Regions from separate parts of the Rattus norvegicus genome. Here region 2 is linked to region 1. A link is a contact called in public Hi-C data. All regions are on one chromosome and are shown on one strand. Each heading gives the region's core, a stretch centred on a gene start, on an enhancer-like site or on the middle of the called end of the contact. The rest is flanking DNA. Distances are from core to core; before and after follow the strand shown. Region 1 holds the start of Rpl37a (ribosomal protein L37A). Region 2 has its middle 280 kb from the start of Tns1.

The links. Hi-C and Micro-C count contacts between places; a contact is called where the count stands out from the background.
Region 2: a Hi-C map of Schwann cells shows a contact between it and region 1, with 7 times the contacts expected there. The contact joins the enhancer-like site here to the promoter of Rpl37a in region 1. A contact is called at or near these places in 10 of 12 Hi-C or Micro-C datasets (the A7r5 cell line, Schwann cells, frontal cortex and 6 more).

What each region holds. Positions count from the first base shown.
Region 1 is chr9:81,746,349-81,750,463 of GRCr8, forward strand. Rpl37a (ribosomal protein L37A) reads left to right here and starts at 1,743. Exons shown (of 4, transcript NM_001205318.2): 1 at 1,743-1,782; 2 at 2,126-2,254; 3 at 2,649-2,731; 4 at 3,709-3,826. The coding sequence starts at 1,780. The coding sequence ends at 3,772.
Region 2 is chr9:82,867,534-82,871,648 of GRCr8, forward strand. No RefSeq gene overlaps it. Among named protein-coding and RNA genes, the nearest start is that of Tns1, 280 kb to the right of the region's middle. Within about 2 kb of position 2,133, at least 5 of the 93 cell types and tissues checked have an H3K27ac peak or open chromatin away from gene starts, as enhancers often do. A contact at or near this core is called in Schwann cells, where this site is marked.

The DNA.
Region 1 (4,115 bases), core at 493-2,992:
TCTCAGCCTAGAACTCAGCTCCTGAAGGAACTCAAGGCTTGATTCAGCCACTTCTCCACAGAAGTAAAGATACAAAATACATGCCTGCCCGAAAGCTGCTTTCAACATAATTGTGAAGAGACAAAAACACACAAGAAATCATTTCAGGTAGTTGATATTTAGTTGTGTGAAATGAAACTACTCATTACTGGAGTTCCGACTGGGAATACGGTGAGGTAATGTCACAGTGCCTACTGGCATTCTCCTACATTCTTGTTCCACAGCTAGCCAAGCTTTGTGTTTCCTGGCCATCCCATGAAAAAAGGCAGCAAAACTTTTTTTAAATTTAAAGGCAGGGTTTCTGTTTAGCCCTGGCTGTCTAGGCCTTGTTGATGGCCTTGAACTCACAGAGATCCACTTTCCTCTTCCTCCTGATTGCTAGGATCGAAAACATCTACCATCACCACCCAGCCAACAAACAATATTATTTCTTCACGTAGAACACACTTTAAAAAGTTTTATGCCACATGGGGTCTACATAGTGATTTCTAAGACGGCCAGAGATAGAGAGAAACCCTGGCTCAAAATCAAATACCCCCCCCCCCAAAAAAAAAAAACCAAAACATTTACTTCCTTCCTGTCCTGAATGTGAAAAGGGACTTCCTGACTTATCCCTTGGAGAGAACTCAGAGGAAGATAATAGTTGAGGATCACAGAGTGTTGGAATTTAAGGTTTCAACACTTGGACCAGGAATCTGATTACTGGGCCAGCGAATGGTTTCAGAAATGAATAGGAAACCCCAGTCAGGACTGAGGGGCCAAACGGAAGGCAAAACTGGAATGATTGTTAACTCATCCCAGCCTCAAAATTACACTTTTCTTACTTTTGAACAATTTTATTTCATTATTTTGTGTGTGGTGTTCTGCCTGCACATAAGGACTGTGCACCATGTGTGTGTCTGGTACTCAGAAAGTGAACTGCTTGTGGGGCTGAGAATCCAACCATAACGTTCCTAACTGCTGAAACCACCTCAAAGCTAACCACATTTTTCTTAGAATTCCAGATCTCTAAGTTCCTAATGCCCTGACTAGTTAATACAGTTCATGTTGTAGTGATCCCCCGCCAAGCATAAAATTAGTTTCCTTTCTACTTCATAACTGTAATTTTGCTACTGTTATGAACTGTAAATATCTGTGTTTTCTAGTGGTCTTATGTGATTCCCTGTGAAAGGGTGGCTCGATCAGAAAGGGGTTGAGAACCACCGCTCTAGGGTCTTGGACTCAGGTAGACCCTCTTCCTTACCTTATCCCCAGAACTCTGATCAGCAACACTTTGTGAGATTTCGTAATTGTGACGAATATGACTGTCTCCCAGCTGAACTGAAAATTGGCCTAGGAGCGGATCCTAGGTTTTTACTATGGTCAGCATCTGGCACCGGGCCTGACGAATTTCAGAAATATAATATAGTGGGAAGGCAATGAGACTTAGTCACAAACATTATGCTTTAAACACTTAAAGGAAAGTCACCTAAAACCTCGCGAACAGAACGGAAGAAATCACACCTGTTCTGTAGAACTTTGGTGTATGTGTAATCTAAGAAGGGTGGGCTTCCAGCTAGTGAACGACTTCTAAGCATCTAAACATTCCCCAGCGTACCGCCAGGAGACAGCGAATAGACCTCTAGAACACCGAGTTCGCGTCCTAGAGAGGATGCTTACGTCACTTCCGCTCGCCGGTCTAAAACCGCGCATGCCCGTTGCGTCTCTTCCTCTTCGGGCTTGGGCTTCGGTTCCGGCGACATGGTGAGTTTTTGCGTAACTGCTTTGGAAGTCGCTATCCATCTGCATCTGCCGTTCTCTCCGGCTTCCCGCCCTCACTCCCCTCGGGTAGTCTGTGCCGTCCGGTGTCCTGTCTGCTGTCGGGACTCTCGTGTTGTCTGGAGTTCCGTACGCTGCCGGAGGCGGCTCGATGGGACTTGGCCCAGCGCCGCTCCGGAGCCTTGCGCTCCCGGTGCATGCTGTTCTTGGTGGCTGAGCTTGAGGGGAACTAGGTTCCAGCTGAGTTTGTGTTAAGCGGCGTGTTGGCGTGCACAAACTGGCTTCCTGTCGCTAAATGTCACTGGTCCATTTGTTTCTCTGTCCTCAGGCTAAACGCACCAAGAAGGTCGGGATCGTCGGAAAATACGGGACCCGCTATGGTGCCTCCCTCCGGAAAATGGTGAAGAAAATTGAAATCAGCCAGCACGCTAAGTACACTTGCTCCTTCTGTGGCAAGGTAAGTCGCCTCCGGCTGGGGAGGAGGGTGCGATTGCTCGTGAGCCAAGGCTGTTGGGAAGCCGCTGGCCCAGTGTGAGATAACGAGGGTTTGGGGTTACTTTTTGTGAAGCATTCTTTGTTTACATGGAATTACTAAGGAACTTAAGGATGAATGGTTTGGAGAGGGAAAGGGCAGTATTCTGAACGACCATTCGTAGGGAGTGATAGCTGTGTTAACAAGTCTGTACCAGCCCACAAGAGGTTTGTGTAGCCTGTAAAATCCTGCTTGGGTTACTAGAACTTAACTATTTTCCATGTGGATAAGCTGGCTTTTGCATAGTTTATGCTCTGGAAGCCTCAGGGATTTATGTTTTACATATTTCATAACAAGTTTTTTTTTTTTTTAAATACAGACCAAGATGAAGAGACGAGCCGTTGGCATCTGGCATTGTGGTTCCTGCATGAAAACAGTGGCCGGTGGGGCCTGGACCTACAAGTGAGTGTTTTTCTTTGTGGTGTAGGAAAGTCTATGGACCGCACAGCTGTTGTTCCAGGTCTGGCACATGTTGGACTAGTTTCAGTTTTATGATTGGTAAAGCAAATAGGCTTTTGGGTTTGTCAGGGCTGCAGAGTGGAACCCTGTCTCAAAAAACGAGGTTATGGTTTCTCTACATTAAAATGGAGATTCTCCTATTCCTTTGAGTTGTACAGTCAACTAGGGTCTTTGGAACTGGAAAATTATGGTTTGTCTAAGTCCATTGGCGTTTGTACCGAACTTGAACACTGCAAGTTAATGAGGTTGGTAGAAAGATTTGAGGCTATTTGGGCATATTTAGTGCTGTGACTCTGACAGAACCAGGTGAGATGCTGAGATGAAGCCTCCTGTCTGTCATTGTTTGCTTTGTTCTTAAGAGCTTTAGCATTTCCAAATTAACCAACAGCTGCTCTTGAGTGTGGCTAGTGGCTAAGAAGTTGAACGTGTGGGTTCCAGTGTTTACTGAAGTCGTGGTGTTGAAAACACTGGATGTGTTTAAGAACACCTTGAGTGCACAAGGATAGCAAAAGGGTGGAAGCAGGGGTTAGTTGTCCTGACAGGTGACTGACTACTCACACATGCAGTGTATGGGCTGACTGACTGCTTGGTTTTGGAGTGTAGGCTTAGAACTGTTGACATTGGCCTCTGCTGTCCTGTCTACAAAGGAAAGCACCTTAAGATCATGTGGAGTCTGGGTCTGCCTCCTTTTTCAATATTTGAGAAATCAGGAGTGAAAGTGCCCCAAGTCATGGTTTTTAAAGGGTGCGACATGCCAGTGTGACATCAGAGGTCTTGTTAGGTAAGATTCTCTGCAGCATGGAGGTGAAGGAGACTATGAATAATTTCTTCCAGGAGAAAATCAAGGGACCAGTGTACAGGTTTACTTGGATGTTTGTGTTAACATGCACAGTTATGTTGGAAATGGTTTCTCTTAACAGTACCACTTCTGCAGTCACAGTGAAGTCTGCCATCAGAAGACTGAAGGAACTGAAGGACCAGTAGAAGCACCTCCTGAGACTTGCCTGGTCTGCAATAAATGGGCTAATTTACACAACAGTTTTCCCTTGTTTGTGGTTAATTATAACATTTTGATGTATGTTGTATTTTAAACTTTGGAAAGAAATTTTTGTTTCAAGACATACTGTGTAACCCTGGCTGGCCTTGAGTGCCTGGTTCTCCTTCCAAGTGCAGTTGTGTGCCATTACATCTGGCTTAAGATTTTAGTTTTTCAGAAATATACTTCATAAAATGTTGCTAAGGTTGTAAAACATACTAGACAGTTATGTTTGCTTACTAGACAGACTTGGTTTGCTACACATTGTCAGCAAACTGAAACTAGAGTATT
Region 2 (4,115 bases), core at 883-3,382, 1.1 Mb after region 1:
TTCTTACACATTCCTAATCTTAAGAAGGCAGGGTCTTCTTTCTGAACAGAGGATAGGAAGTATCCATCCCAGAGAGAGAGATTCATGCTGGAACAGTGAGGTGGGTGTGCACAACCCCTGTTCTACTGAGCGGTGTGGTCTTAGACTCAGTTTTTCCAGCCCTCAGTTTTTCCATCTGTAAGATAGGAATTTTTATCATTTCACCTGGTTGTAGGTACCTCCTGTCTAGTGTATACATAGTGCTCAGAAAAGGAAGGAAGGAAGGAAGGAAGGGAGGGAGAGAGGAAGGAAGGAAAGAAGGAAAGGGGGAGGGAGGGAGAGGGGAGGGAGGGGGAGGAAGGGAGGGAAGAAAAAGGTGACTACAGATGTTCTAGGCCACCCTGGTCTTCAAGCTCTCTTTACCTTGCCTCTCTCCTCTCCTGTGATCCCTGGGTATGCCTCTCCCATGGCCTCTGCTTTAAAAAGACGTGACATTCCTGCATCTCTGTGGAAGACAGACTCCTCCCGTCTTTAAAAGAACAGGGCACGCACGAGCTGTGCCCCCAGCATTTAGCAGATGGCAGGCAGAGTTTGGAGCCCTGTGGAGCTCACACGTGGAGCATCCGGGTGCTGCTCCCCCAGGGTGCTGCTCCCCCACTGCTTATCACATGAGAAGTGTGGTTCGATCGAGCTGCCCTGAGCTTAGATGGGGATAAAGTTGTACCTAATCGTCAGAGATGAGCAATGGCGAGGCAGACAGTAGCTTATATTCCTAGTTACAATCCTAGAGTGAGTACCCTTCACCCGTCCAGTCTTTATTCTTCAATCAGCTAACCTGCAATCGGAAGGAAACAGAGTCCCAACGTAGAAATAGGAAAGGTGACCATTCCAAGCCTTTTCAGGCCATAAGACCCCAACGCTCTCACTTTTCCAATGGAGAAAGTGCTTTCTGGAGAGAAGAGACTTGCCGGGGTTGTATGGGTAGTCCGGGAATCCCACAGGGATCCAGTAGAGTCCTCCCATCAACCCCCGGGGGGCGAAAGTCAGACATAGGGGGTGCGGGGGGGGGGGGTAGAGGAAGGGAGCATCTCACGTTCCTTAATAGGCTGGAGCAGTCCACCCACTCTCAAAACTGGCTCAAGAAGCAGCTAAGAATGGATCTTGAAAACCATTTACGCTCGCCCACCGTGCCTGCCCTCCCATGGACCTTATCCCTGAGGCTCTGAGTCACCTGCTGGGCCCAAGGAACGGAGGTGAGAGTTCAGATGGTCTCTGAATAAGCGCGCGGGGGGGGGGGGGCGGCATTCTGTCAGAAAAGGGGCTCAGAGTGCCAGTCTAATCCATGCCATTCTGACAGACAAGGTTGTGTGTAAGCAGCTTCGGTTTTAAAAGATTAGGAGGCAAGTACTGGAGTGGAAAGAAACCTTACTGAGTCAGTTCCACCGACAGTACCACACTGCCCTCTGCTGGTCAGATGAGAGAAGGCATAGAGGCTGGATGAATCACACTGAGACCCTGTGTGGATCACAGGATTTCTTACCTCCTTTTCTAAGGTGAAACAGAGATACGGGGAGTTATGGAGGGCTGCTTCCATCCTCAGAAACCCATGCTGTCTTCAAGCAACACAGACTTCCCTCAGTGCCTGGCACCAAGGACATCCCCTCCTGACTCTATGTCTTTGCAATGTGCCAGCCTTTGAACCTCTAGTTTCCTATTCCAAAGCCAGTGCTTAGAACCCAGAGCACTCAATATCCTGCATGACTTACTCTGCCTTCTTTGCACTAGAATAAGATGTCATATCTAAACTTGGGGACATTTTCCTTTCCAGTCGCTGAGGACAGCCCCCAGGCTAAGGAAGACACATCCTGCTTGAGCTAAGGGACAAGAAAGGGTCCTCATCTCTGGGATGAACCCAAGGCCCTCGAACTTCCAGAAGCATTGAGCATCAGCTCCATAGCAACCTAGGAAAGAGATAGCAAAGGCCAGAACCCATCCCTGCAGCTTGAGTGTTTTCACCCTGTCCCCATGGTAACAAACCTTCCCCCATGCTCCCATGTCCTGCCCTTTGCACACTGGGTAGTTCAGAGCAGCACACCCTGCAGCTGGCTGACCAGCTTCCAGGCATGGGCTCAACTTGGGCCATAGTTTCCCGAACCCCTGTGCAGACTCAGGAGCCACTGCAGCTGACAGGACTACGTGACAAGAGTGATTCACACACCGCCACCCTGACCATCTTTCTCTCTCTCTTCCTCTCTCTCAGCCATCACAAAAGTCTCAACACAGAGCAGCATTGTCCCCAGGGTCAGGAGGGGCTGGAAACCAAAGGGAACTGAGAAGACAAGCCTGGAAAGGGATGGTTTGCCAGACGACGCATGCGCCTCCTCGTGCCGGCCAAGCCCACTTCCTGCCTGTCTCCAGCTTCATAGCTCAAGTTTATATCTCCATCCCAGAAAACCCACTTGGGCTTGGCTTGTTGGCATCTCCCACTTTCTACTCTCTGCCTCGCCCTGCGTTGCTCTGAAAATTGTGCACAGGCTATTTCCTTTTTCTTCTCCAGCGCATTCTTCTTTAAAGCCTGTAAGATAAAAACAACGTCCTGAAAATGCTGCCTTTAAGGGTGCCCGTCCTCTCTCTTCTGTTCCCTACACCTAACCAAATCTGCTGTGATTGGTCGGTGTGAGCAAGGCCCTCTGCAGCAGGGAGCGATGGTAGATGAAGGAGAATCTGGGGGAGTCTTGATGGGGTATGACAAAGGCAGGGTGATGGTACAGTGACGAATTGGGGACATTACTCCAGTTCTCTCCATAGTCCGTGACTATGACGATTGTCAACCATAGATTGTTGAGAATAAATCTCTAGTTAAATAAACACCGGGGACCAGAAAAGGCCTTAGGAGGCCAAGCATTTCATTCACTGAGAAGCGGATCCTCAGCCAGAGCAGACCAGAGGTTGGCAAATCCGTCTGCACCTGTGCGAAACAGCTCAACTCCTTAGAAAGCTCTTTGGACATCAGCTCAAAAATCTACCCCCAGCACCAAACTGTAAAGGGGGCCAGCCTTCTCCACTCTTCTTGGTATCCGTGCCCTTTATGTGCAGTCTAGACATTTGGAGCTTATGTTACAACTTACTCAGGTTAAATGTGATGCCATGCCATTAACGCGCCTGAGCTCGGAGGGGCTTCTCATTCTCCCCAGATCAAACCCCATCTCCTCTTAAGAAGATGGATAAACAAGGAAAACTGGTTCCTCTTAGCTTCTGCCACCTGTGAGCAAATAAGTGCAGACCACCTGGTGACTGATTGCTGAGAGCTAGGGAACAAACCCCAGCCCAGGGCTGTAGACCCACCCAGCTGAGCCCCATCCAAATTACCAGCTCTCAGAATCACAGACTAAATCCATGACTATTGCTTTTGTCAGTAAATTAATGGGTGTTTACCTACCTACGAAAAAGGAGGAAAGGGATACATCCCATCTAAGCCCCCTACGGCTGTGCTAGATACAGAAGAGTCTTGTCCCTCCTGTGTGAGGAGGGCCCTTTAAATAGGAAAGTAAGTCTCTTTGCCTCTAAGTCTCAGCATGGCTCCTGGGGGGGGGGTCATCCAAGCTAGCTCCCTCCTCGAAGGAAAAGTCATGCACCCAGGTGGCCTTTACCCTTTCCACTACTTAGTGCCTGCCCAGTAGCAACATCAGAAGAATTCCTCCGGTGTCAGCATCCTCCAGTGACACCCTGTCCACCTCGAGGGGCACTCTGACTATCCCAGAACTCCAAGAGTCCAATCTCTCAGCACATGTAATTGGAAATTAAGAGACGTGGAAAAACTGAGTTGAGGAGGGCACCAAACTCACCATAAAAACATTGAAATCGATTAATCCTCAAAGCCACCTTCTGACCCAAATCTAAACTGCCCAGAAAATCTCCCAAACAAATGTGGTTAAGCAGGCTTCCCATAGAGGCTTGCCCCATGGCCAGAACAAGGGAGGAGCCAGGGGCTGGCTTCCAGCATCCACTCCACATGGAGTCAACATGGCACACTGGACTTGGGCTTGGGGTCTGAAGAGGAAGGTCATCGGCCCCACCACAGGAGCCAGTGCAGACCATGGCAGCATCCCTCAGAACCAGGCCCAGCAGGAAGCAGT